Linked DNA regions of Mus musculus: region 2 is linked to region 1. The links are chromatin contacts, called in public Micro-C maps. All regions are on one chromosome and are shown on one strand. The core of a region is the stretch at or near the end of the contact, and the rest is flanking DNA. Distances in the headings are between cores, read along the strand shown.

Region 1 (4,493 bases), core at 718-3,217:
CAATTGCTAAGTGGATAATATAGTTTATAATTTGTAAACCGTTTCCTTTATTTCAGTCTTGCTGACTTGCCCTAACACAGCGGATCTCCCAGCACACCCATCACCTCCTAAGTTATCCAAGGAAAATGGTTCTACGGCATTCTTAAACAATAGTCCTATTCGTTTTTGTTCATTTACAATGTAACTGATATTTGTAGGTAGTTCGTGAAACAAATCAAAAGATTTAATAAACTTGATGGCTGAAATAAGAAGGTAGCTGAAAACTAAGTTTATGACCTAGATGTTTATAAAAATATGAAACGATGTTTCCCTTCTAGCACAATTCTATATTATTTGATGAGTTTTCTAGTAAGTGCTGAATGGCCTGAAATGAAAGCTCAATCGGGCTGAGGGCTGTACTGTGCTGTAACAACCTGAGATAAAAAAAAATAATAATAAAATAAAATAAACCACTGTAATAATCATAGCAAGGGAGCAACGGCGTCAGGAAATTCACAGCCTCAGATGTTTTTGTTAGTGGGGGGGGGGGCTGTCATATGTTCACCGTCCAACATATTGGAACACCTGTATTCTTGCTATTATCCGGGTTATCTGTCATCAGAAGAGCCTCTGGATTACACGCGAGGCGGTCTGCAGGCATCTGACCAGGCTTGCTTTACCCACCAGCAACCTCCCGAAGCACCTAGATCTTAGAAGTAGAAACTCTATCCTCTCCCCTCTGTACCCCGCCCCAGGATATCTGAAGAACTTGTAGACTCTAAAGGTCTTTCTGGAAGAAGCCTTTACAATAACTCCCCCCCCCTTTTTTTTTTTGGACATGATGGTCTGATCCCAAGTAGCCTGGGGTGGGGTTGGAAATCTCTTATACATCCCGGAATCATATTTGTTCTGAGATTCATGGATTACGGCCATTTGTGTATGTCTTGATCATCCCCAGAACTGCCCTTTCTTTTTCACAACATACGAAGAAACAAAAACAACAACATACAAAAAGGCGGCCCTGTCACTGGACCTTCCAATTCCGTTTCAGCGCCCGCACCCCACCCCCACCCTCGCAAACCCGAGTTCACACGATTTTCAAAATCCTTTGGCAAACAGCTTCTGGGAGAATCGCTTCAGAAAAGCATAGGCTAGGTAGGTATTCTTTTGCTGTTTCCACAAACTTCTTTTTACTGTCGGAGTAACAAGATTCCAGCTAGATCTTGGTTTTGACCTTCGCAGAAATTCAAGAGGATATAGAGTAAATTGGCACCTGACTATAACACTCCGCTCCATTAAAAGACACCCCCTCCCCCAAGAAAGTTCGGGGTAGATTAGGGAGCTAGGAGCGTAGCACCACACAAAAACCGCTGCACCTCTTGCCACGGAGACCCGAATTATAGATCCCGAATCTGTAAAGGCCTTTGCAGGCTCTGAGAATGCACCGAGCGCCAGGGGTGGGAGAGACTGAGCCGCCCCGCTTGGCCTGAAACCCAGCAGAGGTACTTTGGGCCTAAGCCCCCCCCCCCCGGGAGGATCTCCCCCGCACCGCTGTTATTCTGCACTCCCGGCTGAGCTGAGTGCAAAGTGAGGCCTCTATCTCCAACTTTCCCCTTCCCAGCGGGCACAGAGTTGGCTGGCTGGGGACAGGGGAGGAGCTGGGTCTCCAATGAGCGCATTTAAACACGACCCAGGGCTGTATTCCCCCCGCCTCCCCCGACAGCGATTCTTTCTTCCTCTGGGTTTTCAACCCAATCGTTAATCATTCGGAGCGCGCGGGCGGGGAGAGGCAAAGGGGGCGAGCTCTGGGTTCGCCGCCGCCGCCGCCGCCGTCGCCGCCGCGCGCGCGCGCTCAGGAAGCAGTGTGGCTGTGACCCCGCCCCCCCGCGCCCCCTTTTCCCCCTCCTTCCTGCCCTTGTTCCCCCCCTCTCTCCTCCTCCACCTCCTTGCTCCGCCGCCCGCGCCCAGTGTATCTACTCCCTCCCCACGTCACTCGCCAGCGCGCCATGCAAATCACCGCCGCCGCCGGTTCCCATTGGCCGCGGCGCGCTCATTTAATGGCAGCCCGGGCCCGGCGTATGGCTGCTGGGCCCCCCGCGCCACCGGCCCCGCGTGCGCCTCCGCTCCGAGCGCACGGCCTCGGGCAGGCAGCGGACAGCTTGTCCTGGGCACAGCGGCACAGCTCTCTGGCTCTCTGCTCGCGTTGGCACTCCCACTGCTGTCCCTAACCCCCTCCCTGGCTGCACCGCGATCGCCCCCTCCGAACCCCCCTCCGAGTCCCCCTCAGCGCCTGGCTCCCCCCAGGCACCTGGGACCAGCACATGCCCAGCGCACGCGGCGCACCGCCTTGCTAGAAGTTGCGGTCCCAGAGTTGGAAGCCGCCAAGGAAGCCAGCACAGGAACGGAGACTTCGAGCCGACAAGAGGAGGCAGCGAACCCTGCGTCGGGCCCAGGGGCACCGCTTCAGACCCAGAAAGTGGAGCCTCAACTTGGCCACGACTGCACCTGTTTGCACAGTTCAGCCCTGAGTGACCGGACGGCAGCAATCAACCTGGCCATCGGCCTCTTTGGCAAGTGGTTTGTGCACCGGGAGAAACTTTCCACCTGCGAGCTGGACCCGCGCTAAGTGCGTGTGCTTTTGCCTCTTTTTTGTTGTTGTTGTTGTTGTGGCCTCCACCCAACCCCCTTCTCTCCGCTAGGCACCCACCGCACACACACCCCCCCCCCCAGTCTCTCTGGGCTGATCCTCTCTCCACCCACCCACCCCCACCCGGCCGTCTATGCTCCAGGCCCTCTCTTTGCGGTACCGGTGAACCCGCTAGCCGCCCAGATGTACAGCATGATGATGGAGACCGACCTGCACTCGCCCGGCGGCGCCCAGGCGCCCACGAACCTCTCGGGCCCGGCCGGGGCGGGCGGGGGCGGCGGTGGGGGCGGGGGCGGCGGCGGCGGCGGGGGCACCAAGGCCAACCAGGATCGGGTCAAGCGGCCCATGAACGCCTTCATGGTGTGGTCCCGCGGACAGCGGCGCAAGATGGCCCAGGAAAACCCCAAGATGCACAACTCGGAGATCAGCAAGCGCCTCGGGGCCGAGTGGAAGGTCATGTCCGAGGCCGAGAAGCGGCCGTTCATCGACGAGGCCAAGAGACTGCGCGCGCTGCACATGAAGGAACACCCGGATTACAAGTACCGGCCGCGCCGCAAGACCAAGACGCTGCTCAAGAAGGACAAGTACTCGCTGGCCGGCGGGCTGCTAGCGGCCGGCGCGGGTGGCGGCGGCGCGGCCGTGGCCATGGGTGTGGGCGTGGGCGTCGGGGCGGCGGCGGTGGGCCAGCGCTTGGAGAGCCCAGGCGGCGCGGCGGGAGGAGGCTACGCGCATGTCAACGGCTGGGCTAACGGCGCCTACCCCGGCTCGGTGGCCGCGGCGGCTGCGGCCGCGGCCATGATGCAGGAGGCACAGCTGGCCTACGGGCAGCACCCAGGCGCGGGCGGCGCGCACCCGCACGCACACCCGGCGCACCCGCACCCGCACCATCCGCACGCGCATCCTCACAACCCGCAGCCCATGCACCGCTACGACATGGGCGCGCTGCAGTACAGCCCCATCTCCAACTCTCAGGGCTACATGAGCGCGTCGCCTTCGGGCTACGGCGGCATCCCTTACGGCGCCGCGGCCGCCGCCGCCGCCGCTGCGGGCGGCGCGCACCAGAACTCGGCGGTGGCGGCAGCGGCAGCCGCGGCAGCCGCGTCGTCGGGGGCCCTGGGCGCCCTCGGATCTCTGGTCAAGTCGGAGCCGAGCGGCAGTCCGCCGGCCCCGGCTCACTCACGGGCACCGTGTCCCGGGGACCTGCGCGAGATGATCAGCATGTACCTGCCCGCCGGCGAGGGTGGCGACCCGGCGGCGGCAGCGGCTGCGGCGGCCCAAAGCCGGCTGCACTCGCTGCCACAGCACTACCAGGGCGCGGGCGCGGGCGTCAACGGCACGGTGCCCCTGACGCACATCTAGCGCCGCGGGGACGCCGGGGACACTGCGGCTTAAGGCCGGCGCCCCGGCGACGAAGAGCGAGGCCTGCGCCCCAGCCTCCAGAGCCCGACTTTGTACCGAGGTCCCCGCGCTCTCGATAAAAGGCCGCTCTGGAGAGCCGAGCGCCAGGTGACATCTGCCCCCATCACCTTCCCCAGGACTCCGAGGCGCTGACACCAGACTGGCCTCTTAGACTGAACTTTGGTGTTTTCATGAGACCTTTTGTACAGTATTTATCGTCCGCAGAGGAGGCACACAGCGTTTTCTCGGCTTCGGAGGACAAAAGACAAAAACCCAGCGAGGCGATGCCAACTTTTGTATGACTGCCGGCTCTGTAACTTTTTCCGGGGTTTACTTCCCGCCAGCTCTTCTGCCTGAGGCCGAGTGACGGACCTCGAGCCCTTCTCACTTGTTATAAATCTAAGTAAGGCAGATCCAAACATTTACAAGTTTTTTGTAGTTGTTACCGCTCTTTTGGGTTGGTTGGTTA
Region 2 (4,493 bases), core at 1,003-3,502, 360 kb after region 1:
TGAATCCTCCTTTTCTTTTCTTTTCTTTTCTTTTCTTTTCTTTTCTTTTCTTTTCTTTTCTTTTCTTATTAGATATTTTCTTTATTTACATTTTAAATGTTATCCCCTTTCCTGGTTTCCCCTCCGAAAACCCCCTATCCCCTGCCCCCTTCCCCTGCTCACTAACCTGCCCACTCCTACTTCCTGGCCCTGGCCTTCCTCTACACTGGGGCTTAGAACCTTCACAAGACCAAGGGCCTCTCCTCCCATTGATGACTGACTAGGCCATCCTCTGCTTACATAGGCAGCTGGAGCCATGAGTCCCACACCATGCGTTTTCTTTGATTGGTGGTTTAGTCCCAGGGAGCGCTGGGGTTACTGGTTAGTTCATATTGCTGTTCCTCCTATGGGGCTGCAAACCCCTTCAGCTCCTTGGGTCCTTTCTCTAGCTCCTTCATTGGGGACCCTGTGCTCCGTCCAATGGATGGCTGTGAGCATCCACTTCTGTATTTGTCAGGCACTGGCAGAGCCTCTCAGGAGACAGCTATATCAGGCTCCTGTCAGCAGGCTCTTGTTGGCATCCACAACATGTCTGGGGGATCCATCCCATATACAATAAACTCTCGATTTCTTAAAAGCAAGGAAACCTTCCTAAACAGCCTCCAGCATGTTCCTCTATGTGTTAATTAGCAAGTCAGCCACTTGCTAGAATGAATGGTGTCAGCTGGAGGGAGCCAGAGAGTCCTGAGCCCCACAAAGGGTGAAGGCTCAGAGGATGAAGTCACTCACTCCTGTTGCACCACCAGGGAAGTGCTTTGCTCTGTATGAAGAATAAGCTAGACACCAGGGCTCACTCCTGTGTTCCAACACTTCAGAGGCTGAGGCAGGATGTTTGTATAGAGTTTGAGACCAGCCTAGAATGAAGATTCGGTCTCAAAAATCCAAACAAGAAAAAAGAAAGGAAGGAAGGAAATGAAACATTCCTCCAAGTAGAACATTCTCTAAGGATAGATAGGAAGGCTTTATCCTGAGGCACATCTGTGCCAGGAATACCCACTGCAATTGTAATTGGCCAATAGCCTACAATTTGGCCCAGCAGTCATGGTAGGAAAGAGATAGAGCATCAGAGACACATGAACAGCCCAGTCAGGCCCACTGAGGCCAGCAGCTAGTCCCTAGACATAGAGGCCTGCTGTCCTCAAGAGTCCACACCACAGCTAGGAGTACCAATGAGCGCTGACTGCCAACTCCACCAGGCTCACAGCAAGTCCAGGAAGCCCGGAGAGAAAACCCTTTGCCCTGAGGCTGGCTGGGTGTCTGTAGCTGGTGCTCCGTGGTGAGCACTGGTGTAGAACTTAGGTAGAAAACAGGGTAGAAGGCGGTGGTGGCTCAGGAGATCAGTTTAGTCACTGGCACCATTGCCACCAGTGTCTAATCCAAACCATAGCAAAGTCAGATCTCCTCCACACCCTGTCAGAACGCTCTCAAATACATTCCTAATCCTCAGGTCTGGTGCTCCTGATCGGCCACTGCAGATCCCTCGTCTCTGGTTCTACCGTTATCAGAAGCAAAAGCAAGGGATGTGGAACCAGTAAACATTAGCTAGATTACGGCTGGGCTGGAGGTAAGGAAGGTTGTTCAGCCATGTGCCACTTCACACCTAGGCAGCAAAGAACCACCTTCCCTGGGTGCTAGCCATGGTGATACAGTTGTAAGGTAGAAGCAGGAAGCATTTGACAGGGGGCTGGACCACAAGGTAAAACCCAGGACTGTGGAGGGTCTTCCCTGAGGCCTGGTTTCTGGAAGGCAGGACAGAGACTGGGCCCCAGGAGTAGGTAGAGGTAGAGAGTAGTGAGTCATGAGAGCTGGATCAGGACGTGTTTGGTTTGGTCTCCAAGGGAGTCAGTCCCAAAAGGGGTGGTAATGTTCGCTCCCTGTAGCCACCTGAGGATCCTGTGTCTTCTGTCCACGCCACGGCAGGAGGTGTGACCCCCCCCCCCCCCCCGCAGGCCTAGGGACCCAGGCCCATGGCACTCGCCATGGAGTCCTGGGCTCACAGCCAGGCTTCCGTTTTAGAAGAGGAGTGAACGGGGCGGGGGTGGAGAAGGGGTGGATCAGCACCCGACGAGCCACGCGGGGGCGATGACAGCCCCCCCCGCCCCCCCTCCCCCAGTCCCGCAGGGAGGCGGAAGCAACAGGGCGGCGGCGACGCGCTAGGGAGTCGCGGCGCGCGCGGGGCCGGGGCGGGGGCTGCGGCGCGCGCATGCTCACACGCGCCCGTGACGCGCGGGGCGCAGCGGGGCAGAGCCGGCTCCAGAGGCGCGGCGGCCGCGGGAGGAGCAGGCGCGGAGCATCGAGCGCAGGCCGCGTCGGCCCGACGGGAGTAGCGCCGGGCGCAGGCCGCCTCCTCCGAGCCGCCTGCGCGCGGGCCGAGACCCTTGGCCGCCGCCGGCGGGGCATGAGCGCGGAGGGGCCGCGGCCGCCCCCCGCGCCGCCCAGGCCGTGACCGGGCGGGGGGCGGCTGCGCTAGCGCCCGCAGCCCAGGGGCTCGCGGAGCCGGGAGCGATAACCATGGACTGCAGTCTATTGAGGACGCTCGTGCGCAGATACGTGAGTGGCTCTCTGTGATGGGTCCGGGGTCCGGGGTCCGGGTCTGGGTCAGGGTTCAGGCCCGGAACGTCCCGCCGTCGGGTCCCCGCCGCGCTCCACCTGCGCTCGGCCAGGCCCACCCGGAAGGCAGTTGCAGCCGGGTCGATCCCGGGGTCGAGGGACATCCATCCTTATGGGGGTTGCGCTCAGCCCCAGCGGGGCGGGCCGACGCGGGGACCGGGACCGGCTGGGACATATGTACGGGGCTGCGGGGAAGCGGGGAGCCTCCACAGGGGAGTCAGAAGTGAAGTTTGCCATCTCTGAAAGTAGTCAGCCAGGTCCGAGTGCGTAGTTCCCGGCTCCCTTGGATGCTGCTGCGCGGTTAGTGACGGAGTGCCTCACCAGGGGAGACCAGGGAGGTAGGTGGCATCCATCAGCCGGGATGGAGCAAAGTGGGTGTGTGTACAGAAAAGAGAGAATCTGCCCCGGGACAGCTTGTCTTCCCTAAGCTGGACACAAGGACCTATTGTACGGCAGCTGGCGCGGGGTGGTCACAGGTTTGAGGAGCGCGTGCCTTGCCCAGTGCGGGCTGGGTACGGAGGGGACCAGAGCCGGCTCTCTCTAGCTTCTCTGAGTGACACTTGTCCTTGGATGTGGGTTTTTCTGAAGGGGAATTTACCCGGGTTTTTCTTCTTGCTTTTCTGGTTAATTTCCATCCAATTTTGGCCTTCCAGTAAGCAAAGAATGAGACTAGGAAACTGCAGCCCTCCCCACCCCACCCCACCCCACCCCACCCCCGTGGGAAGCGAAAGGAGGAGGGGTGGTCTTCTTGGTCCCTGTAGACAGTCACCTGCCAGCTTCCCAGGGCCACAGGACGAATTTTCCGTCCCTGGTGCTGTCTTTTACTTCCACAGTGCCCTTAGGCAAGCCTTCAGCTATTTTATATTTCCTTATCTAGGTAAAATTTCAAGTTAGTTTCTTTTTGCTGTGCTATTCTACTTTCGAAGTGGTATTTTCTCTCAAATCTAGGCTGCAGATATTCCTTAACGAACTTTGCCACTCTTAATTATTTGATAATGCATCTGGAATGTAAGTTATGGAATGTTATTCCTTCTGCTCATCTCATTTTTGACTGCTCTGCCACAGGCCTTAAACTCGAGTCTAAGCCATGAAATTAATTTGACTTTTCCCCGAAACAGTTATGGCTTGTTTTCTTATTATGTATTTATCTTCCAAGATGTGAGGTTAAATTATATTTTCTTTTATAAGAAGAGAAAAAGAGATTGGATATTCTTATCTCCTGGTTTATTCGACTCATTCTACAGAAATGAGCCTCTCCTCTGTAGCCTGCTGCCTTTCACACAGTCAGAATTCCTGAGAGCAATAAAAGCACCACAGCTCCCTCTAAGGCCATAGGTTGCTAAAGAAGGAGTCATCAGCCCTTGGACAAGAACACTGTCATAGGTATTTTGTCCTGGGTCAGTTCTCGGCAGCGAATACAGGCAGGTAAATGAAAGAGAGAACTCTGTCTTTGAGGCCAGTCCGCCCCATGCTACACGTTGGTCACATAGCTGTGTGAACAGCTCATGCGCTCTTGTAGTAGCCGATGTTCCAGATATAGTCTAAGTCATATCATGCATCTTAGGCATTTTAAGGAGCACATATAGAGCCAGTGACACTTCCTCTTAGATATGTAAAGTGAGGAGTGTGGCTCAAGTCAGCGACCCGACCCTCTCGGAGGACCAGCTGCGGAGCCTCCCGGCAGAGGCTAGAGGAGGCCTTTGCAGCCGTGGACCTGGTGGGCCTGGCTCCTAGGGTTGTCCTGCTGCAGTGTCCTTGTCACTGTGCCTTGCAGTTCTTGTGAAGATTGAGTGTCTTAGTCTAGAAAAGGGGTAAGGATGGGGCCTGGTTCCCCGGAGAGGCTC

What was found. Hi-C and Micro-C count contacts between places; a contact is called where the count stands out from the background.
Region 2: a contact with region 1 is called in a Micro-C map of embryonic stem cells, with 2.1 times the contacts expected there. The contact joins the promoter of Atp11a here to the promoter of Sox1 in region 1. A contact is called at or near these places in 1 of 39 promoter capture datasets (embryonic stem cells), 3 of 484 Hi-C or Micro-C datasets (all in embryonic stem cells), 2 of 115 datasets of contacts at active chromatin or transcription factors (both in embryonic stem cells) and 1 of 9 other capture datasets (adipose tissue).

What each region holds. Positions count from the first base shown.
Region 1 is chr8:12,393,552-12,398,044 of GRCm38.p6, forward strand. Sox1 (SRY (sex determining region Y)-box 1) reads left to right here and starts at 1,968. Exons shown (of 1, transcript NM_009233.3): 1 at 1,968-4,493. The coding sequence starts at 2,810. The coding sequence ends at 3,985. The region is part of intron 1 of Sox1ot (Sox1 overlapping transcript); the gene reads left to right.
Region 2 is chr8:12,754,764-12,759,256 of GRCm38.p6, forward strand. Atp11a (ATPase, class VI, type 11A) reads left to right here and starts at 2,253. Exons shown (of 30, transcript NM_001293667.1): 1 at 2,253-2,589. The coding sequence starts at 2,551. It overlaps Gm33587 (a long non-coding RNA gene), which reads right to left and starts at 2,133. Exons shown (of 3, transcript XR_378725.3): 1 at 1,924-2,133.